Linked DNA regions of Mus musculus: regions 1, 3, 4, 5, 6 and 7 are each linked to region 2. The links are chromatin contacts, called in public HiChIP or PLAC-seq maps. All regions are on one chromosome and are shown on one strand. The core of a region is the stretch at or near the end of the contact, and the rest is flanking DNA. Distances in the headings are between cores, read along the strand shown. Region 1 has its middle 18 kb from the start of A930006K02Rik. Region 2 holds the start of Paxbp1 (PAX3 and PAX7 binding protein 1). Region 3 holds the start of Ifngr2 (interferon gamma receptor 2). Region 4 holds the start of A930006K02Rik (RIKEN cDNA A930006K02 gene). Region 5 holds the start of Ifnar2 (interferon (alpha and beta) receptor 2). Region 6 has its middle 38 kb from the start of Ifnar2. Region 7 has its middle 4.7 kb from the start of Mir6367.

Region 1 (3,022 bases), core at 370-2,869, 400 kb after region 2:
GTGTCTTTATCACTGTGCATTTTCCCCCTCATTACGGGTGGCTGTGAGCCACCGTGTGGTTGCTGGGATCTGAACTCAGGACCTTCGGTAGGATAATCAGTGCTCTTACCCGCGGAGCCATCTCGCCAGCCCCTCATATATGAGTTCTAAAATGTCAACTTAAAAAGAGCAGGTCCTGGAGTAGAGAAGCCTGGAAACAGGCTAAAGGAGGGGCCACCTTCGAGAAGGCAGCAGATTAACAACCCGCAACCCCCAGAAAGCCTCGGCGTAAGGAAGAGCCTCATATCCCAAGCAGGTCCAAGGGAACTGCACGTAGCAATCTTTATACAAACTCATCAGCCCCACCCACCCCGCTGATACACACACTATCCTTCAGACAGGGTTCTACTTTAGTCTTAAAGGAGGGGGGGGGTGGCTGTTCTTCCGAAAGTCCTGAGTTCAAATCCCACCAACCACATGCTACTAGAAAAAAAAAAATGGAGCACAGTCTAGATGCATAGTGGTCCATGCGTCTATCTGCAAATTTCCAAACAACATCTCCAAGATGTCAGTATCCTTAGCATTGGCAGAAGTCAGCCAAGGGATCGCCCAGGGCCTCCTGGAGAACAGAGATCCAACCATCGAGCATCTAAACAACAACAGGAGGAATGAGTTCCCCCAGCGCCAGCATGCAGCACACAGAGATCCGGTTCATTTAGCCCAAACCATCACTTCAGAAGTAACGGAGAAATATCCCAGTGCTTCTTGTGAGGCTTAAGCGAATGTAACCCATCGCCCAGGAAACAGAGAAAAGGTTTTTTTGTTTTTGTTTTTGTTTTGTTTTGTTTTTTTACTTTTTAAACTCTTCAGTTACTCAGAACGTGAATGAAACTTCTGTGGTTCTTTTGAAAAAAATGAAAGCTATTCACAGATGGTAGCTATTCACCATGTAAATACTGATAATTAAGCGGTTCCCTCAGTAAGCTGACCCAGGGGGCCCATGTCACGAATGGGTGTGTGTTTGCAGGAAGGCATCTTCAAGACTTCCTCTTATTTTCAACCTGAAGAACCCCTGACTGGTGCTGGGCACTGGGCAGGGATTGTGAGACTCTACTAGTACCTGCTGAATGGGACTGTGTCTGTGTGCTCCTAAGTGGATCTGTGCCTGTGCCTGTGCCTGTCTCTGTGCTCCCAAATGGGCCTGTGTCCTCTGTGTGCTCCTGTATGGGCCTGTGTCTGTCTGTGTAGTCCCCTGAATGGATTTGAAATAAAGTTGGCTCTTCCGTGGTGAGGTGGGGGAAATCCCAGGAAGTGAGGTCAGCAAGGTATGTGGACAGAGTCCCTCGCTTATCTTCCCCAGCAGAAAAGGGAGTACAACATGCCATACCCAGCTCCATTCCAACTCCACTGACAGAGGAACTAAATTGGAGAGTGATAGGGAGGTGGCAGGGTCCCTGCAATACACAAAACCCCACAGCACAAGTAAGAGGGCAGGCCATCTAGGCTCACCCCAACCCATGTGGTCTCCTACCCGGATCACTCAGCATCAAGCCAAATTTCTCCCGAGGACAAGGTAGACTGAAGACATTGCCAACCCCGAATGCTTTCCATTCTCACATGAGGCCCCTATCACCCTCACAGGCCTCACCCTTGGGAAAGCTGCCCAGAGTCTGAAGTCGAACCGACACAGAGTTGAAATCCACACTGTGTACTTTATCCACTGGAATCTAAGCCACCATGGCCCGGTGCCATCTTCAAACCAGACCCATTGCTAGAATGCATCCTTCCCTAGGGGCTGGTATCCATAGTAGGTCTCTTTTCTGGAGACTGCACAGTTATTCTGCTATGTTGTATAGATGACCACTAGAGTACCCCAATACTAGAGGCTCAGAGCTCAAGTCTGGTAGGAAGAAGAAAACCTCAGGCTCTGCCAGTATGGCCTCCTAAGCTTCAGCAGATGTGCACAGAGGGGAAGCTGACACTAACATGCCTGACATGCCCATGTGTATCTGTGGCCAGGCCCACAAGGCAGAAGTCACTGCCTCCCACCCAAAGGAACCATCACACACCTGACTCAACCACAGTGTCCACCACACTTGAATGAGTGAGCACCCTTCCCTCCTCTTTGGAGAGCTCACTGAATAGCCATCCTTGCTACACACCTTTACCTAGTCCAACAGTCAGCAGGTCCCAGCTCAGCACCCTTCATGAGCCTACGTAGCCATGCAGTCCCCAGCACCCAGGCACACCCAAGCCCAGAACAACCGCAAATCAGATAACATCCCTACCCCCCATGGAGCCTGCTGTACAGCCAGTAGCTGAGGGTACCCACAGCACCTGTGCTAAACCATCATCAGCTAAACACACAGTGGCCCGACCCCCAGCGAAGCCATGCGGCACCACCACAACAGAGTCTGCTCAGAACCAAAGCTGAGCCCTGCCATGTTCTGTGTGGACCAGAGAATAATCAGGCAGCCATGCTTTCCATTTGACAATGAGCCAACGTAAAAGATTAAATACCCAGGGCCAGGTGTGACGTCACAATCACTTAATCCCAGCATTTGGGAGGCAGAGGAGGGTGGGTCTCTGTGAGTTCAAGGCCAGCCTGGGTCTACACAAAGCAAGCCAGGGTTGCATGGTGAGACCCTGCCACAAGGAAAGAATTAAATTGAATTAAAAATAAGTAAGTAAACAGGAATCAAGAGAAAGCAAAACACGCAGCAGAGACCAACTGGGAAGACAGTCAGTCGGGGTTCCCAGGAGAGTCCTGGCGGAACAGACTTTGATCTGAATGGGCTCCCAGGTAGAAACCGAATAACTGTGGGAGACAGGTGGTGGTGCACGCCGCTAACCTCAGCACTCAGGAGGCAGAGGTAGGAGGATTTCTGAGTTCAGGCCAGCCTGGTCTACAGAGTGAATTCTAGGCAGCCAGGGCTACACAGAGAAACCCTGTCTTTAAAAAACCAAACAGCGGGTCAGCAGTGTCATCATACATGGGGCTTCCAAGATGCCCATCAGAAACCACGTGGAGAAGCTCTGCTAA
Region 2 (3,210 bases), core at 471-2,970:
TACTTTGAACACTTCTTCATTTTCTTAAGAGAAACAGAATGAAGTCTGTAAGACACCAACTCAGAAAGTGCTCTCCCTTCCTCGTGCCTTTGTGCTGTTTTCATTCTGCCAGCATATTTTCACACACACAAGTCATTACAAAATCTGAAGTTTATTGCAATCTATTGCAGACTCAAAAATGGGTATTGCCAGGCTTGGCAGCAAATGCCTGGGATCCCAGAGCTGGGCAGCCAAAGGCAGGCAGCTCTCTGAATTTGAGTTCAGCCTAGACTACAGAGTGAGTTCCAGATCAGCCAGGGCTATAGTATAGAGGCTCTGTTTCAACAAAACATAATTAAAACAAACAAAAAATAGTATCAATTCCAGAAACTAAATGAAAATTTTAGTGAGTAACCCAAGGAACTTCAAAATTGTTAAATTTTGGCATATTTCACCCATCTCAGGATAAAAAAGTATTTAGAATGCTTCCTTAAAACATTAAGTCAAGAAACCTAAAACAATACACCCCAAAGTTATTCTGCCAAGTCTGAATAACTCTGGTCACAATAACAGTTATTTCAAAATTATGCCTAGAGTAAATCATTTTGCAAAACTAAGTTTCGAGTGACTTAGCCCTCATCTTTAATTTGAAAATCCAAGTCAAGAACAAGACATTTCAAACAATGCAAAACCTGGTCTGTATCTCCTTCAAACAAAATTCCAGAGAGGTCAAAGATAATTCACCCATCTTTCTAGAATCACGAAAGCATGACGCAAGACCTTCGAAAATCATCCAATTTTTCCTAACATGATGTTGAGGTACAAGTAAAATCGAAATCCCCTGCAGCCTGGTCCCTCTTCTGCTTCAAGAGCCAATGCCACAGCGGACATCTGCTCCTCCCATTTACTTCTACAGAGAAACCGAGACTGGACAACAGCAAGGGAGCGATTGGATCAAGGTCACCGGGAGCCAGGGCTGCAGCCCCAGAATTGTTCCCAGCCCTGGTTTCGGTCCTCCTCTTTAACAATCCGGCCTTCTTAATCAAGGAGGCCTAAACCGAGACGCCAACAAGCCGCAGGTACAGAGGCCTGCAGACGACTAAGAGCAGGCAGTTAACCAAGAGACTCAGGCTGCCTGCAACTCGCAAGGTAGGAAACGGGTCCACGGAGCATCGAGCCTTCTCCTCCACTCAGGATGGCTGATCAGGGCTCTGACAGCCGGAGGAGGGACTGCACAGGCCGTAGACTTGGCTGGTGGCAGCGCGGGAACACAACCCCAGGCAGATCCGGAGGCCGGAGGTGGGGAAAGGGGCGCGGCGCCCGGGCGAGCACGGGCTTGGGGTCCGCGTGGGCCGGGCCGGGGCTTACCTTCCTCCTCGTCTTGGAAGCTGAGCAGGCTGGCCCTGGGCACCTCTTTGTTCTCGCGAGGCCTCTTGCGCGGCTTCAGCCCATTGCCGGGCTCCGCGCCGCCGGAGATGCCGCCCCCGGCCTCAGCGCCGAGGCCCGGGTGGTGCGCGGAGGGCGGCGGCGGCAGCGGCCCCGGGCCCAGGAGCGACTCCCCCGCGGGGGCCCGGTCGCCGCCGCCAGGGCCGGGCTCTTCTCCCGAGGCCGGCGGGGGCAGCAACGGTGGCGGCTCCTGCTCCTCATCGCGCTCCCGCTCCTCCTCCTCCGAGTCGTTCCGCTTGCGCACGTTCACCCGCCGGGCCTTTCGGAACATCCCAGCCGCCGTCACCGCGCTCTCACAGCCGCTCGCTGACTGAGAGGACGAGGGAGCGCGGAGACCACCGCCACGCACGCGCAGTCGCAAGAGTTCCCCCCCACCAGCCGGGTCGTCGCGGCTCTGGCTAGCTATCGCGCCGCCTCGATTGCGCATGCGCCTGGGCTCTCCTCGCGCCCCACTACTTGGGCGGAGTCTCTTTGCACTGCCCTCTAGCGGCGCGGGGGACTGTTGGCATGGTACCCTCCGACTCCAGTGTTGTTCCAAAGGTCACAAAGAGGATCATCGAGATGAGAGGAGCGAGTGTAGTCTGTCGTCTCGGAGCGTGTTGCTGCAATGCGTCTTCCGCGCTTATACGGAGCCGTTACGTGTGGCAGCCTCCCTCCCACTCAGTGCCTGCAGGGTAAACAGAGGCGGGAGGCCGGGGAGAAGCGGAGGGACGAGTCAGTTGACTTGAGCTTGGGAAGGGAAAGTGCATCTCCATGGTTAATATGCCTCTTAATAACGCGAGGCGATGCTAGCAGATATCGTCTACAGATCAGAAACTCCATTAATACTTGCCATCTCTACAGCTTTATCAACGCAAACACTCTCAAAGGCGTGGGAGCACACACGTTAAATCCCAGCAGCACTGGGGAGGTGGAGGCAAGGCGATCTCTGAGTTCGGTGCCGGCCTGATGTACATAAGGAACTCCAGAATGGCCAAGGCTATGTAGGGAAACCCTCACTGTCTGGGGAAGACAGAACCAGAGATGATACATCTCCCTGCTGCCGCAGCCATTCCCAGGAGAGCGAGGTGTTTTCGGGTGGCTTGGTAAGAAAGCCAAGTTAGGTAGCAACTATTTTAACTATTTTACGAAGCATAGTGAATTTCTGAAACAAGCGGAAGGAAGATTTGTCTTATTTTCAGACTATATCACAGAGGGCAAATCTGAACCTTGGCGGCCTTAAAGAGATTGCATGAGCCGGGCGGTGGTGGCGCGCACCTTTAATCCCAGCACTCGGGAGGCAGAGGCAGGCGGATTTCGGGAGTTCGAGGCCAGCCTGGTCTACAAAGTGAGTTCCAGGATAGCCAGAGCTATACAGAGAAACCCTGTCTCGAGAAACAAACAAACAAACAAACAAAAAGATTGCATGAGGTTGAGCTAACACACAGGTTACCCAGTTCATAACCAAAGTTGAATCTTTTCTTTCTCTCGAGCATATCAGGATGCGTGGGTAGAAGTGTTTGTGAAATTATTTACATGTTTCAAAACCCGCCAAAAGAACGGGATTGGAGAGGTGAATATTGCAGTTTCGAACCAGAGGACCCTGGCTGCAGTCCCAGTACCCACACCCTCAGGGCTCCTCAAAACTCCAGTTCCTGGGAATCTGGCGCCCCCTTCTGGTCTCAGCATGCCTGTAGTGCCCAGCAGGACGTGTCCTGAATGCAGGCTAAAAGCATGGTGTTTACACATCATCTGTAAAAAGGTGCTGGACAGCACAGCAGTTAGGAGCACTTTGCCGCTCCTGCA
Region 3 (2,872 bases), core at 180-2,679, 500 kb after region 2:
ACAGGAAATGCCAGACCGGAGTTCCTGTTATCTTCCGCTGCCAGCTGCCAGATCTCAACAGAAGACTCAGCTATCAACGACATCAGGGTTCCTCTAGGCAGGAAGGGCAAGAGAGTGGATGCCAGCACCTAGCTGGCCTTGCCCTGACAAAGTTGCCTTGGGGAAAGGAGAGAAACGCTTGTCTTTGGGGGGTTGTATGCTTGAGGCATGGGGTACAGATCCAGGGAATATGCCCTTAGCACTGTGCTGAGGGAGGGAGATTCTAGACAGGGGTGTGGTAGGGAGTGGGGTGAGGCAGTAGTAGCACTTCCAAAGGCTTACCATTTGGGGTCAAGACCACAGGCTGAAAAGCTTAGTGATCACAGGTCCTTCGTGGCTTTAGCTGAGTCCTTTTCCTTACCCTGTCTCATAAAAATAAAACATGCCGGGGGCAGGGCACGGGGCACTCAGAGGGGTATACTTATAATCCACAGCCTGTGTGGTTAGGTTTTCTCTCCTCTGCGGTTTTCAACACGTCCTGTTGAGAGGATCCCCACAGCCCTCCTCTTCTCCTTGGCATGTAAGTACATTTCTGGGTCTTGAAATTCTCAAGTCATAGTTCAAATTTTTGCTAGATAATTTCATCACGTATTTTTATAACAGGCCAACTTCTGGAGCCACAGGCACAAGGGAAGGGTTTGGGGGCCCACGACTAACCCCTGAGAGGTAGAGATGTGAGGATCTGTGAAGTTCAAGGCCAGCTTCAACTACAGTTTAAAGTGGCTTCCTAAGACTGAGGCCTCAGCGGTTAGGAGCAATAGCTGCGGTTCGATGACCCCTTTCTTTGACTCTTGTCTCCCTCTAACCATTCCTTTCGTTGCCCCCTTTTTTGTGGCCGAGGTGTGAACGTCTCTGCCAACAGGCTGGCCACTGGGGAAGGCTCAGGCTGGGAGCCTATCCCTGCCCTGCTCTGGGGTCACTTCCTCGTAGCTTCACAGCCACAGAGGGCCAAACCCACAGACTATTAAGCAACCAGTACAGTTCCTCTAGCTTTTCTTCCTCTGTGACACCACGGCCTAGAGGGTCCTCTCTGCTATACCCTTAAGTAGCCCTTTGCTTAAAAGGATTCAAAGCTTAGCACGATCTTTCCGGTCATTAAAGAGAACAGAATTCAAAATAAATGGGTCCTTAAATCGTACGTGGCGGGAGTCCGAAGTGGGGTGGGGTAGGGTGGGGATGGGTGTCCACGGGTCTCTCCAGAAGGATGGTACTAGAGATCTCTGGCCACACATTGGAGGTCGGCTCGGCGAGGTGTGGCCGGAGTCACCGGGGCTGTGTGCTGGGCTGCGGGGGCCGCGGTTCCCGGGAACACCGGGGAAAGTCCCCACGGGCCGGGCGGGGGCGGGGCCGGGCGCGGTGGGGGCGGGGCGGGACGCAGGCGGGGCGAGGCGGCTCTGCGGCTAGGCTGGGGAAGAGGCGGGCGCTCGGCTCGCCATGGCCGCTGCGGTGCGAGTCTGAGCGGCGTCCACCCCGCGGTCCCGGGCCGCCCGGGCCATGCGGCCTTTGCCACTGTGGCTGCCGTCGCTGCTGCTCTGTGGGCTCGGTGCCGCGGCGTCCTCGCCAGGTAAGCGCGACCCAGGAGACCCCCCACCCCACCCCCGACTCCTCGGGCTCTCCTGGGTGTCGCGTCCGCGCGTGGGTGGCTCCGGGAGCTTGCACCCGGCACAGGGTGGGGTTCTGCAGTCGTTCCCGATCTGCGGGTGACCGCGATCGGACGGGGCACCGACCAGGAGGAATCTGCAAGAGGGAGCTGCAGTGAGTGTAGCGTGGACCACGGGGAATTCCAGGCCTGGAGGTGGAGAGCCCAGTTCGTCTTTGGCTCCTTGGTGCCAGGGAGATCAGCTGACGGGCAGGACCAGTATTTGTCTGGGCAGCCTATAAAATCCTCGTACTCAGTTCCTCGGGATCTTATAGATGGGGAGCAGAAATGCCTGTGTCCCCTCCAGTGTATGGGGACAGAGGGTCAGCTGAGGCACACTTTTAATCTCAGCTCTATCCTACTCCGCCCACACAGCCCTTTACCGGGGTTCAACTTCCCACTTTTGTCACCAACCTGACTGTATTTATGAGCCAGTCATCAAAACCAACAAAAGAAAGACATCACTAACCAAGAACATTCTTCCTACGTGATTATATTTTGCTGGGTTCTTTCCCGTGCAGAGATCATATCAAAGCTTGGATATCTGGAGTCCACAGTGGTAGTGGGGTGCACCCTTGTGAAAACACAGAACTCAGGATGAGAAAAAGGGGTCCTGAAGTTTCTGGCCGGCCGGGCCGGCTTGGTTTACTCAGTGGGTCTTGCTGTTGTTGTTTATTTTGTTTTTTTTATAGTTTGGCCATTAGTTAAATAAGCCTACGAATTGGGACGTTCCCTCCCATTGGAAGTGGTGTTGAGGAGTTAGTTGGTCCTCTGTCAGCATCCCTGCAAAGGCCCTTAAGTTCCCTTTCTCCTTAAGGGCAGAGGAGCACAGGAGGATGAGTGGGTTACGCAGTTAACTTGTTCTCCTGGAGTCAGACAAAGACTTTAAACCCTGGCTCTGATGTTCCCCATTTTGCCTTGAGCAATCTGTGTCTGACACACCCACACACACAGGTCTCCTTTGGAGGAGAGCCTGCGATTGTCTGAGATGTCTGTGAACTATGTGTTCAGAAGTTGATAGGCGTATTTAGAAACTTTACAACAGACATTTTTCTAATGATTAACTTTTTATTATGCTCCACAAAAGTCGTGGTCTGTGGCTCATTAACAACAAATTGGATCCTTAGATATTTTGAAAATGGTAGCCTTTTGTAAATTTCTTAGACTCTCATGCCACTCTTAACGCGAAATTTT
Region 4 (3,047 bases), core at 375-2,874, 420 kb after region 2:
GAAGAAGCTGGACCCCTTCTTTTTTTCCTTTATTTATTGTCCACATCCTGCTCTCGGTGTCAGGATACCCTGTGGCTGACAGTGTGCAGGCCTTGTGTGTGCTGCCACAGTCTCTGAGTTCACTTGTCTATCAGTCCTGCTCTATCTGGAAAACACTACCTCCTTCAGTCCTCTGTCACCTCTGACGCTTGTATCTTTCTGCCTCCTTTTTGGCCTAGACTCTTGTGCCTTGGTGGGGAGGGATTTGGTGGAGACATCACATTTAAGACCTTAAGCTCTAAAGTCTCACTCTCTTCATATTGTTTAGCTATAGATCCCTGTATCAGTTGTTCTAACTCAGAGGTTCTCAACCTTCCTGATGCTGTGACCCTTAAATACAGCTCTTCATGTTGTGGTGACCCCCCAACCATAAAACTTTCATTGCTACTCCATAACTGCAATTTTGCTACACTTATAAATTGTAATGTAAATACCTCTTTTCAGATGGTCTTAGGTAACCTTTGAATAAGGATCTCCAGCCAAAAGTTGAGAAACACTGTTCCAACGAGTTTGCAAGAACTCTTGGACAGTGGGAAATAGAAACTTTAACAACCTTAAGTATGTGTCACTGGTAAGGTTCTTCCCAATGACTTAGTAGCCACGACCAAAAACTGTTGGATCCACAGATCTTTAGGACTTGTTCATTTCATGAGTCAAACAGTCGTGGGGGTTGATTCTTTCGTTTTTGTCATTCAAGGAGCTTGGGTTTGAGCCTCTTTGTCTTGTTTTAACAACAGTTGTCATAGCTGCAATAATAACCCTAAGAAGATCTGAAGAGAGAGAGGGAGAGAGAGAGATTGATTCTCTGGCAGCCCAGGCTGGCTCTCCACTCCCAATATAATGGGGGCACCCTGCTAACTACCTGCTGAGGTTACAAACATGTGTTACCATGCCCGATTCAATTATTTCATTTTTGCTGCCACGGGGTATTGAACCCAGGATCCCATGCATGCTTGTCCAGAAGCTGCCGATGTCCTCATCCATCATCTTTAAATTTTATTTCCATAGCGTAGTCTTGAGGTATGTAAGTAAATAACCTTCTCAAACGCAGGCTCGAACTCTTTACGAATAGGTGTCAGGGAACCATAATCTCAGACCACCCCAGCCCCTAGGATGTCACCTCTCCGCACACTGGAAATTACCTGCCTCTCTGATACCACCGAGGGTGCCCGGCACCCGTGGGTTCCCACACTAGGTTCCAAGAGAGCCCTTGAGGAACGAGCCATAGCTCACACACACACACAAAACCAAGAAACGAAAGCGCTCAGTGCAGGAACTCTGAGCAGGCGCTCTAGCAGCAAACTGAGTTCGCCTCTGCTGTTGGAACAATTAACGGTGGGCTTCCGGAAGTGGGGAGGGTCATGACCTGTCAGGAAACGGAAATTAAGAGGACAGTGACTGCATACTACAGGGCCTTTGCAGAGGGGGCGGAGCTTTCATCGAGGGGTGGGGCCTGAGCGGAGGGCGGGACGGGGGCGGAGCAAATAGATGGGGTGTTCCCGAAGGGCAGAGCCCGGGCTGGAGGGTGTTGCTAGGAGGGCTGCAATGGGCCAAGGATTTTTTTTGGCGCGTCACTTGAAGTGACAGAAGACGTAAGAGGTAGGGCTGTCGTAGGCTCGGCGTCTCTGGTGCTGCTGGCCCAGGCACCTCGGGTTCTGCCCGTAGCCTTAGGTGAGCGAAGGCCGAGCAACGGGGAGTAATTGCTGGGCGCAGGTAGCTTGAGTCCAGCGCTCTCACCCCGACGCCCGCCCAATGGCTCTGCTCCAGCCTGGGATTCTGACCCGGGCCCGAGCCTGGGATGGCTGGTGGGTGGGAGACCAGAGAGCAGCAGAAATGTGCTTTCCAGCCCTAGTGCGGTTTGTCCCGGGTTAACGGAGGAGTGAGATGAGAGTATCACTCCTAACAGTCGAGCAGGCTAACAAAACAATAACAAATAAGCCAGGGAACCACTGGGCTAATTACATCGGGAGAATGGCGACTGCTCTAAGGGTGAGAGACAAGAGAGATCTCTTCATAGTGATGAAAACAAACAAACAAACAACAACAATAAAACCAAAAAAGACAGCCCGGCATCCCAGCCAGAACTCCTGGAGATAAGTTCCGACTCCTCTCAGGGAGGTAAGTGATGCCCCAGGTCTCACCCTGAAGATGGCACACGGTGGAATTCATGCTAGCAGCGTGACACAGCCCAGGGGGTTGCTTTGGAACCTTTGTTCTTGGAAAGTTTTATGTTCAGCTCAGGGTGAAAAGAGTTTTATGTCTATGTTCATGTAAAATTAACAATTGAGCAGGGTGTACATTGAGAAATTAATTTTCAGGAGCTAAAGAGACGGCTCACTGGTGCTGCTGCTCTTTCAGAGGACTGCTGTTGGCGTCGTGGCTAACTCTAGGGCAGTGTTTCCCAGCCTTCCTAATGCTGCAGCCCTTTAATACAGTCCCTCGTGCTGCGGTGAGGCTCAACCATAGAATTATTTTGCTGCTACTTCATAACTGTAATTTTGCTACTGTTATGAATCATAACAGGCAACCCATGTGAAAGGGATGGAGACCCACACAGGCTGAGAACCCGTGCTCTACAGCCTCTTAATTCCATCTCCAGGAAAATCTGATCTTCTGACCTCTGCACGTATATATACTTACACACACACACACACACACACACACACACACGCATAATTAAAAACAAAAATGACTCAAAATGTGGTGGCACCCGCCTGCAATCCAACACTGAGGTAATTGAGGAAAGCGGCTCAGGAGCACCATACCCTGTGCTGGGTGATGTGAGCTTGTCTCCTGGAACTACATTAAAGATGCTGAAGTGGATGGCCAGGTGGCGCGTCTGATAGGATCTTGATTATACCAGTCATTGAGTGTATGAACTAATTTAACGTTCAGCCAGTTAACAGTTATGCCAGTCATTAAGTGTATAAACTAAGTTAACTTTCAGCCAGTTAACAATTACACCAGTCATTAAGTGTGTAAACTCATTTAACTTTCAGCCAGTTAAC
Region 5 (2,890 bases), core at 302-2,801, 330 kb after region 2:
AGACCACAGTTTTGTATCATCTTTACCCCACTTGCTCGGGGCTACTTCTACAACTTCTTTGAAACTGTGGCTGAAACTATTTCAGCACTGAACGGCTTTTGTAGAGAACCAGGATCCCAGATAAGAGCCTTTCAAATTCATGAGACTGGTAGGAATTCTGCCAGTGTGACATAAGTGGTGGAAACCTCTTCAGGTCAGCCCAGAAAGAGAGACTCAGCAACTGTCAGTCCTGGTAGATGAAACTGTTCTCTTAAACTGCATATGGTGGCTCTGGAATGGTGATTCTAGCATTTGGTGGGTAGGGCGGGGAGATCTTAAGTTTCAGGCCAGCTGGACACACAAAGAGATCTTGTCTTTAAAGAGGGGGAAAACACATACACACGCTTTTTAACGGAAAGAAAATCCCTTTACATAAACTGTGAACTACCTCCCCTTCTCTTCCCTCGGAGATCTGAAAGTGAGAATCCAGGCCCAGGTAGGCATCATTGCCACGCCTCCTCTTACAGACTTCCATTAGCATTTCCACCTTGGAACTTCCACCTTCATACTTAGACTGTGCATACGCTACAGAAAGCTCCCGCGTATTCCATTTCGGAAGACAAGGGATGTCAGTTCCTAAGTAGGTATGGAAAGATTGTTTCTCCTTACTCTAAAATCGTTTGGTCTTTAGCCGGGCGTGGTGGCGCACGCCTTTAATCCCAGCACTCGGGAGGCAGAGGCAGGCGGATTTCTGAGTTTTAGGCCAGCCTGGTCTACAGAGTGAGTTCCAGGACAGCCAGGGCTACACAGAGAAACCCTGTCTTGAAAAACCAAAAAAAGGGGCTGGTGAGATGGCTCAGTGGGTAAGAGCACCCGATTGCTCTTCCGAAGGTCCAGAGTTCAAATCCCAGCAACCACATGGTGGCTCACAACCACCCGTAACGAGATCTGACTCCCTCTTCTGGAGTGTCTGACTTACATATAATAATAAATAAATCCTTAAAAAAAAAAATCGTTTGGTCTTGAGAGAGGGCCCTGGGGAATAGTAAGCAAAGACCCAAGAAGAAGCAGGCAATGAGTTATGGTATTTATAATTTTTGTTTGTGTCCTGTGTGGAAAATTATAATCAGAGGAGCTTAAAAACAAGTAAGCACAAGATGAGAGAGGGAGAGAAGAGGGAGGACTGGGAGGGGAGGGGAAGAGAGGGAAGCATGATTGACAAGCGTTCTGACACTCAGTTCTGCCCAGACCCCTCTTCCTTTGTATTTTGAGTCAGGGTGTCCCTACATTGCCCAGGCTGGCCTTAATTTTGCTCTGTATCAGATAGGTATTGAATTCGAGATCCTCCTGCCAAGGCCTTCCTGGAAGAAGAGAGTACACACCCGCATCACTAGGCCAGGCACCCAACCCATTCGTATCCAGTTAGTTCTAGGGATCAGGCACTACCTAGTCCTCCAAGGAGGCAGCGATAAACACAACAACCCCGATCCGTTAACTCTGGCTCCCTGGACTGTACTTGAAGTGGGTGGGGTCGTAATGGATGCGAAAGTGCCCATTTGTCGCCGGCTCCGCCCGGGCCCCGCCTCTCGCCTCGTTCTCTGTTCACCGCTAACCCCGCGGCTGGGAACCCTTGGCCTCCGGGAGCCTGCGTGGTCTAGCCCTAGACCAGGGGAAACCAGGCTGCCAGCGGAGACTCTTCGGGTCGCGGGGCACCGGCCATCCCGCCGCCGTCCCTTTCGCCTGGCTCGGCTCCCGCCTGCCTCCACTGCTCGCCAGCCGCGCGCAGCTGCGCCTGATGCCCAGAGCAGCTCGGAGGTGGCCCCAGGACATCCCAGAGGGGGATTCACGAGACCCGGCGATTCAGGTACTGTACTGCGGGCATTACGGGGACATGAATGGGTGTCGCTCGCCTCGCGGACAGTAGGACTGGGCCGCCTCCCCGCTGCCAGTTCCCGGAATCCCCTTTTCAATTCTCCTCTTCGGGACTCCGCCTCTTCCTGCCTTTCTTCCGTGGAGAGTCTGAGGATTCTAGCTCCCCCGACCCACAAGCTGCGTATGGGGGGCCCTCGTGGCCCCCGCATGGGCGCCTTCCTTTCACCGTTCCTTTGGTGAACTCTGGGTTTTTGTGGGCTCTCTGCCTTCACTCCACCAGCGTCGCCTCACCGAGGGTGCATGGGGCACCTTAGCCCGAGCCATTGCCAGATCCTAGGGGGTCCACATTCCTTAGGATCCACTACGCCTTGCCAAGCTAGTTATCATCTCCAGCCTCTGGGTCCTGTTCTGCGTCCTGACACCCCTCCCCCTACACACACACACACACACACACACACACACACACACACACACACACACACACACACTGCGCGCCCTGAAACCTACCTAAGGTCCCAGGATCGTTTGTTCAAGCTCCTACGAGGTCACTGAAGGGGTTGTGGCCCGCAGAAGATGGGCAGGGATGGGATACAGGAAAGGCACTGAGTTTATTGGTAGCTTGCATTTCTATTCCAAGCCAGCCAATAGTGCATGCGGTAAACCGTTGGCCCCATTGACCCATTTATTTGGTTAACATGGCTCTACTGGAAAACTTTGACAACCTATGAACTTTTGTGTTTTAATGTTTGTTTTATGTCCCTGTTTTGTGTGACAGGAGATCTTAGGAAATAGCCCAAGTGTCATCTAAGAAAGGTGCTAAGATTGGGACCAGAGACTGAGTTTGCCCTACTGTCCCCTGTCCCTTGCCTGTCAGTCCTTCTGTGCAGCCTTGGGAGAGTAATGAGGTGGGGTCTGGTACTGGGGTAACAGAGGTCACACCAAATATGGCTTCATCGACTTCACCAACACACTAGCAATTTGGGGATCGTTAATGAGGTTCATCAGTGTGGCGCAGGAAGTGACTGTTGTTCAAAAGTGG
Region 6 (3,131 bases), core at 564-3,063, 290 kb after region 2:
TGCCAGTCTCTATCAAGAGGCGTGAAGTAGAGACAGCCAGTTTGAATTTGGGCAGGACTCTGACTGCTTCTCTGAGCAAAATGCAGATGTGTAATGGAGGCCATGCCCAAATTCTCTGACACCAGGTAGTAAGAGGCTCACTCTCAGAGACTCCCCACCCTGGCCGACGGGCCACATGGAGCTGTCCAGCTCCTGACAGCCCTAGCTAAGATCTCAACCCGCAAAAGGCACCAACCGCAAACCTGTGAGTGAGGGGCCATTCTGGAAACTAGGTTTTTTTGCATGAACCCTGTTCCTTGGGGCATCCAGACCAAGCAAGACAAAGTTAGAAAGCCCTGCACATGCTCTGCTTGCTCCTGGAACATCAGGGCTGCCAGCTTGGACTTCCCCTTCTGAGCCTATTCTGACCTTTAATTCCTTCATGCATCATGTTGGAAGGTGAGGTCTGGTGGGAGGTGGAGTGTTCATAACGTAGTCATGACTTTCTACAGTTATGAATGAACCAGACCACACACACACACACACACACACACACATACACACACACACACACACACACACACATACACACACACACACACACACACACACACACACACACACACACACACACCAGAGCTTCCAGAGACTAAACCACCAACCAAAGAGTATACATGGAGGGACCCACGGCTCCAGCTGCATATGTAGCAGAGGATGGTCATATCTGGCATCAGTGAGAGGAGAGGCCCTTGATCCTGTGGAGGTTTGATGTCCCAGCAAGAGGGGTGAGGTGGGAGTGCAGGGGAGCACCCTCTTAGAGACAAAGGGGAGGGCAGATGGGATGGGAGGTTTGCAGAGGGGAGACCAGGAAGGAGGACATTTGAAATATAAATAAATAAAATAACCAATAAAAAAATTTTTTTAAAAAAGAAAAGAAAAAAATGACTGAACCAGAACAAGAGTCAGCCCCCTCTCCTGTTTTGCAAGCAGCTATTTCACTTCCCACCCCCACACCATGTTTAAAGCAACATAAAGCCCTTACGAGAGCTGTCCAACTGACCTTGAACTTCTCAGCCAAAAGCAACTCCTCTTCTTTATCAGTTACCTAATCTCAGATGCTCTGCTATAGCAACAAAAACAAAGAAATGACCTTTCTCATGTATTTCCATTTACTTCTCTGAGTTATTCAATCAAAATGACAGAGTAGAATATTCTCAAACAACTGCGGCCATCCATGGTTTAACCCATGCAAACTTCCCTGCCCGAGTTCAAGACTAAAACCAGACACTGTACCCGTCATTCCTTGCAGCTCACCAGACATTTGTAGTCCCCACTGCTCATCCAGAAAGAGTTGGAAGGAACTGCTGTGAATTTTACAGAAGTCACTGTGCTGTGACAAAGTTCACGGCTCTCTGCACCACCTGCCTCTGATTCCCACCAGAAGCCATCATTCCTGATTAAAGCAAACACTGTCAATTCGGCCACAGCCCCAGGACGTTCTGGTCCCCTCTGAAAACATTGCCAAACAGCTCCCTGATTGGGTCACGTTAGGTCACAGTATCCACGGGTGGACAAAATGTAGTAAAAATTTTATGGGCCACTTGAGACCTATTGGATCGGCAAGGAACAAGCTAGGTCCAAAAAAGAGCGCAGTTGGATCCAAGTCTTTTCAGAAAGTAGTCACATATGGAAACTTCCCCAAGACTTCTCTGGCCCCTCAGCAGCCGGTGCCTCCACCCCATCACTCTTCTTGTCAGCCCGGCCAGTGCTGCTATTCTCTTTCAGCTCCTGTGAACAAAGAAAATGTCAGAGCCGGGTCTCTCCCTTTTGTTGCAATTCCAGAGAGCTCTTCAGGGAAGAGGGTGGAGTTGGGGGTGGGGGCCTATGGCCTGTCCAGAGGGCATTATCTCTGCCAAATGTCTATAGGTCTCCAGCAGAGCTGGCTTAACTATGAGGAGTGGTATCTCTGTACATTTGTATGTGTGTGTGCAGGACATACAGGCATACACACAGGTCCCACCAGGGAGGGCCCTGAGCACCCTGCACATTTAGATCTGTTCTTGCTGGTGGTGCTGGGGAGCCACTGAGGATCTCCAGTAAGAGAGGAAACCATCCTCAGCTCTGTGGGGCTGCTGGATCAACACTAACATCCAAGAATTATAAGAGTCCCGAGGACCCATCGGAATCCTTGAGGGTTCCACTCCCCTGGGGGATCCCTGGGGAGGTTTCAGTTCAGAAACCACAAATGCAGATTCCTGGTTAGTTTTGTTATAGGCTAGACTCTTGGGAGATTTTTCATAGCCTCAGTTTCCCCATCAATAAAATGGGAAGAAAGGTTTGTTATGCCTATACCCACACACCAGCCAATGTTGTTAAGCAATAGCAAAAAGAGCAGTACTTTCTGGCTTATCCCTCAAAATCACTTGGCAGGCTTCTGAAGAGAGAACTCTCAGCTCTCAGGGCATGAAGGAAAACATCCTTGAGAGCGGTCATAAGAAAGGCAGCCCCTCTCACCACTGACACACTCACCGCTGAGTAACTTCCTTTGCTTTTCTTTATCCAGGGAGATTCTCACTTAGCCCAGGCTGGACCTTAGTCCACTATGTATCTAAGAATGGCTTGTAATTTCTGATCCTCCTGCCTCCACTTCCTAAGTGCTGTGCATCATAGGCATGGACCACCAGAAACCTTCTGTTTAGGATGTGGTATATATGGTATCCATAGGGTCGTGAATAATTATACATAACATATAACTATTCACATACATGATTACTTATATGTATGGATATGGTATGCTAATATAGACCCATGTGTAATCCCCAAAGGCGGATGCAGGCATGTCTTCCATCATAGCTGATCTTCTATAATCCATTCTTCTTCCATCGAGAGAGGAGTCTGTGCCCATCCGCCTTGAGTTTAGGCAGACTTTTAACTCCCCTGCAACCAACAGTCTAAGATGGGAGTGAGTTGCAGGACTCTGGGAGCAAAACCATAAAAGGTTATGCAGCTTCCACACTGGCCTCTGGCACACTTGTACAGACCCAGAAAACCAATGCCCTGAAAGGTCTGAGAGGCTGCTGTGCAGTCAGGAAGCCGTCGTGACCAGGCTTGTGTCAGCTTGGAAGAGAGTACCGCAGTTGAGAAAAATGTCC
Region 7 (2,894 bases), core at 63-2,562, 480 kb after region 2:
AAGGTAGTGAGCAGAGTCCCCAGCAGGTTGGTGGGAGGGTGATGCCAAGATTAGGGTGGGGAGTATGTTAGGTCCAGGAATGAAAAACTGTGAGTTTGGGTGGGTTTGTCTTTTTTTTTTTAATTTTTTTTGGTTTTTTGAGCCAGGGTTTCTCTGTGTAGCCCTGGCTGTCCTGGAACTCACTCTGTAGACCAGGATAGCCTCGAATTCTGAAATCTGCCTGCCTCTGCCTCCCAAGTGCTGGGATTAAAGGCGTGTGCCACCACTGCCCCGCATTGGGTGGGTTTTTTGGTGGTGTTCTTTTTGTTTTTGTTTTTGTTTTTTTTAAAGGGGGGGGGGTGGATAAAATGAAGCTTTTGCTTTGTCTTTTTCTAAAATTCAACTGGCCGAACCCAAAATCTTCCCCTGCATCAACCTGTTAAGGCTCTGGGCGGTGCCTGCTTCCTGCGTCCTGTACTCTTTTCTGTTTGATTTGTTTTGCTGTGCTGAGGATTGAGCCCTGAGATCCACACATGCTATGCAAGCTCTCTACCATGGAGATACAGCCTGGCCATTCCCATCTCTATGCTGATAATCACCAGGAATAAATATACTAACCAAAGACCTCGGTCATCTCAGAAACACAAGATGACAAAAAGACTAAGCCTCCATTCACCTCCCAGGCCCGATCATGGGCCAAGTACACTACACTGAACGCCTGCCCACATCCTCTCATTAATCCAGGCGAGGAGAACTGGCCTGGACCAATTACACTATTGGTATATTGCTAGTGCTATTCCTTCCATCGTAAGTAATCTGTTATGAGCGTATATAGAGCTGTCTGGTTCTTTGGTGGCCTGCTGGCCTGTGGACCCACTTCCTCAAACATATGGGGAATTTTTTATGTTGAAATGTTTGCTCTTGACTAAGCATATAGTGTCTGGTTACACTTCCTCATCAATGCAGGGAAGTCTATTCCCCCTTCCCCCTCCCCACCCATGTATAAAATTTAAAGAACAAGCATTGAAAAATGACCCAAAGGCTACATATACTGCCTTTCTCCACTCTGGAGTCTATAAGTAGATAGCTCAAGGTTATTGCCAAGAATTTCCTATTGAGACAGACAGACAGACAGACAGACAGACAGACAGACAGCACAGTATTGCAATTAGGCCCAGGTGTCTCAAAGGAATAAGCATCCTAAGATCTAACCTAGTTCAACTCAAGCCCTGCCGCCTGTGACCAGTGTGAGCTTGTCACAAAGCCGCACCTCTCTGCGCCTGAGCCCTGAGAAGTGCTCGAAGAGACCACAGGTCTGACTCACACAAGAGTAAGCTGCCCTTTTGGAGTTGTTAGGCAACGAGGTTGCACAATAGTGATGGCAGGGGAATGGATGGGTGGTGATAAACAGTTCAAAGTTGTAGTATTATCCAGAAGATTCTACAAGCACAGATTTCAGATTTCTTTTCTTTTAAAAAATCAAGTGTCCAAAACAAACAAACAAACAAAAAGGTCTTTCATTACAAAATAAGGACCACTAGCCAGACATAACCGTGCATATGATGTCATAATCTCAGCACTCCAGACCTAAGGCAGGATGACTTCCTGTCTCAGACACTACAAATGAGGGATGCGAGGGATGCGAGGGATACGGATGCTGATTTGAAGCAGTGTCAAACTGTCTCCTCTCTCAGTCGCTTTCCGTCACAGCACGTTAGTTCCTTTCTTTCACTTAGAAGCATGTGCTGGCCGCAACTTCTCCTTTCTTTCACGCTCCGCATTCTGTCAGGAAATCCTGCCAGGGCCGTCTCAGAAATGTCCCAACCACCATCACCACATCCACGGCCACTACAGTGATTCAAGCCACCCCTAGAAAAGTGGGACTCGTCTTAAAAACCCCAGCACAGAAACATCTAGCATAGTGTTTAACAGGTAGGTATCTGAGTAGCTCCACAGACACAACCATCACGTGAGGCTTAACTATAAATGCACACTTAGTGGGCTCGGCTGAAATGACCCCATTTAAGCTATTGCTATTGAGAGGGGAAAAAACGCAATGGCTTAAAAATATTTTCATGGGAGCTGGAGAGGTGGCGCAGCCATTAAAAGCACTTGATGCTCTTCAGAGGTCCTGAGTTTGGGTCCCAGTACCAACATCATGCAGCTCATAACTTCCTGGAACTCTAGATCCAGGGAATCCGGTGACTTCTTTTGGACTCTTCTACACACACACACACACACACACACACACACACACACACACACACACACTTTTTAAAAAGGCATATGAAAACCCACCACCATGGAAGCTTCTTAAAATATACACATAAATGCATATAAGAAGAGTTAAATTAGGTTATCGTATAACAGAACAATAGCGCCCATGCTGATAGACCACAGGTTACAAATGAGAAACCCTGAGCCAGGGATAAGCTGCCCCTTTTGGAGCTGTAAGTCAGTGAGGTCTAGGCAAGCTCTCTACCATGGAGATACAGCCTGGCCATTCCCATCTCTATGCTGATATTCACCAGGAATAAATATACTAACCAAAGACACTATAGAATATTTTCAATGCTATTAGTCTCTCTGCAGAACTTAATAAAACCCTTTTGCTGAAGACATCACACGCCTGATTTGTGGAACATGAAGAAATCTAGCTGGTGTAGGCCTGAAATTCCCCATCCCTGTCTTAGGGTTTGTATGACCAAAGAGCAGGTACAGGAGGGCAGGGTTTATTTGGTGTGCACTGCCAGACTATAGTCCATTGATGGAGGAAGTGAGAGCAGGATCTCACACAGGGCAGGAACAGGGAGGCAGGAGCTGACCCAGAGACCATGGAGGGGCACTGCTTACTGGCTTGCTTCCCGTGACCTGCTTTCTTATAGAACCCAGGTCCACCAGCCCAGGGATGGCCC

The links. HiChIP or PLAC-seq counts read pairs in DNA pulled down with a chosen protein or histone mark.
Region 1: a contact with region 2 is called in an H3K4me3 HiChIP or PLAC-seq map of intestinal villus epithelium, with 7 read pairs. The contact joins the enhancer-like site here to the promoter of Paxbp1 in region 2. A contact is called at or near these places in 1 of 39 promoter capture datasets (the 3T3-L1 cell line), 1 of 484 Hi-C or Micro-C datasets (B cells), 11 of 115 datasets of contacts at active chromatin or transcription factors (the 230-238 cell line, bone marrow-derived dendritic cells, bone marrow-derived macrophages and 7 more) and 2 of 9 other capture datasets (adipose tissue and embryonic stem cells).
Region 3: an H3K4me3 HiChIP or PLAC-seq map of the 230-238 cell line shows a contact between it and region 2, with 19 read pairs. The contact joins the promoter of Ifngr2 here to the promoter of Paxbp1 in region 2. A contact is called at or near these places in 16 of 39 promoter capture datasets (3T3-L1-derived adipocytes, the C10 cell line, the HPC-7 cell line and 10 more), 4 of 484 Hi-C or Micro-C datasets (LSK cells, cardiomyocytes, forebrain and 1 more), 15 of 115 datasets of contacts at active chromatin or transcription factors (the 230-238 cell line, CD4 single positive thymocytes, VIP interneurons and 12 more) and 4 of 9 other capture datasets (adipose tissue, liver, macrophages and 1 more).
Region 4: a contact with region 2 is called in an H3K4me3 HiChIP or PLAC-seq map of bone marrow-derived macrophages, with 5 times the contacts expected there. The contact joins the promoter of A930006K02Rik here to the promoter of Paxbp1 in region 2. A contact is called at or near these places in 1 of 484 Hi-C or Micro-C datasets (B cells), 17 of 115 datasets of contacts at active chromatin or transcription factors (the 230-238 cell line, the SCID.adh cell line, bone marrow-derived dendritic cells and 11 more) and 4 of 9 other capture datasets (adipose tissue, embryonic stem cells, liver and 1 more).
Region 5: a contact with region 2 is called in an H3K4me3 HiChIP or PLAC-seq map of the 230-238 cell line, with 24 read pairs. The contact joins the promoter of Ifnar2 here to the promoter of Paxbp1 in region 2. A contact is called at or near these places in 9 of 39 promoter capture datasets (the C10 cell line, embryonic stem cells, erythroid cells and 5 more), 1 of 15 datasets of contacts at CTCF or cohesin (the NIH/3T3 cell line), 2 of 484 Hi-C or Micro-C datasets (B cells and forebrain), 27 of 115 datasets of contacts at active chromatin or transcription factors (the 230-238 cell line, CD8 T cells, the SCID.adh cell line and 19 more) and 4 of 9 other capture datasets (adipose tissue, embryonic stem cells, liver and 1 more).
Region 6: an H3K27ac HiChIP or PLAC-seq map of embryonic stem cells shows a contact between it and region 2, with 2.3 times the contacts expected there. The contact joins the enhancer-like site here to the promoter of Paxbp1 in region 2. A contact is called at or near these places in 11 of 39 promoter capture datasets (the C10 cell line, the HPC-7 cell line, cranial neural crest and 8 more), 2 of 484 Hi-C or Micro-C datasets (B cells and bone marrow-derived macrophages) and 14 of 115 datasets of contacts at active chromatin or transcription factors (the 230-238 cell line, the NIH/3T3 cell line, bone marrow-derived macrophages and 8 more).
Region 7: a contact with region 2 is called in an H3K4me3 HiChIP or PLAC-seq map of pro-B cells, with 3 times the contacts expected there. The contact joins the enhancer-like site here to the promoter of Paxbp1 in region 2. A contact is called at or near these places in 1 of 39 promoter capture datasets (the 3T3-L1 cell line), 1 of 484 Hi-C or Micro-C datasets (bone marrow-derived macrophages), 10 of 115 datasets of contacts at active chromatin or transcription factors (the 230-238 cell line, bone marrow-derived macrophages, cardiomyocytes and 6 more) and 3 of 9 other capture datasets (adipose tissue, liver and pancreatic islet).

Annotation. Positions count from the first base shown.
Region 1 is chr16:91,446,057-91,449,078 of GRCm38.p6, forward strand. No RefSeq gene overlaps it. Among named protein-coding and RNA genes, the nearest start is that of A930006K02Rik, 18 kb to the right of the region's middle. Within about 2 kb of position 1,620, at least 93 of the 459 cell types and tissues checked have an H3K27ac peak or open chromatin away from gene starts, as enhancers often do. A contact at or near this core is called in the 230-238 cell line, B cells, hepatocytes and 1 more, where this site is marked.
Region 2 is chr16:91,042,659-91,045,868 of GRCm38.p6, forward strand. It overlaps Paxbp1 (PAX3 and PAX7 binding protein 1), which reads right to left and starts at 1,721. Exons shown (of 18, transcript NM_026110.2): 1 at 1,348-1,721; 2 at 1-23. The coding sequence starts at 1,696.
Region 3 is chr16:91,545,630-91,548,501 of GRCm38.p6, forward strand. It overlaps Ifngr2 (interferon gamma receptor 2), which reads left to right and starts at 1,430. Exons shown (of 7, transcript NM_008338.4): 1 at 1,430-1,603. The coding sequence starts at 1,534.
Region 4 is chr16:91,463,480-91,466,526 of GRCm38.p6, forward strand. A930006K02Rik (RIKEN cDNA A930006K02 gene) reads left to right here and starts at 1,625. Exons shown (of 2, transcript NR_077219.1): 1 at 1,625-2,157.
Region 5 is chr16:91,371,232-91,374,121 of GRCm38.p6, forward strand. Ifnar2 (interferon (alpha and beta) receptor 2) reads left to right here and starts at 1,552. Exons shown (of 9, transcript NM_010509.2): 1 at 1,552-1,843. Gm36587 (a long non-coding RNA gene) reads right to left here. Exons shown (of 4, transcript XR_876244.2): 1 at 2,359-2,890.
Region 6 is chr16:91,332,903-91,336,033 of GRCm38.p6, forward strand. No RefSeq gene overlaps it. Among named protein-coding and RNA genes, the nearest start is that of Ifnar2, 38 kb to the right of the region's middle. Within about 2 kb of position 1,814, at least 23 of the 459 cell types and tissues checked have an H3K27ac peak or open chromatin away from gene starts, as enhancers often do. A contact at or near this core is called in embryonic stem cells, where this site is marked.
Region 7 is chr16:91,521,384-91,524,277 of GRCm38.p6, forward strand. No RefSeq gene overlaps it. Among named protein-coding and RNA genes, the nearest start is that of Mir6367, 4.7 kb to the right of the region's middle. Within about 2 kb of position 1,313, at least 182 of the 459 cell types and tissues checked have an H3K27ac peak or open chromatin away from gene starts, as enhancers often do. A contact at or near this core is called in the 230-238 cell line, adipose tissue, bone marrow-derived macrophages and 3 more, where this site is marked.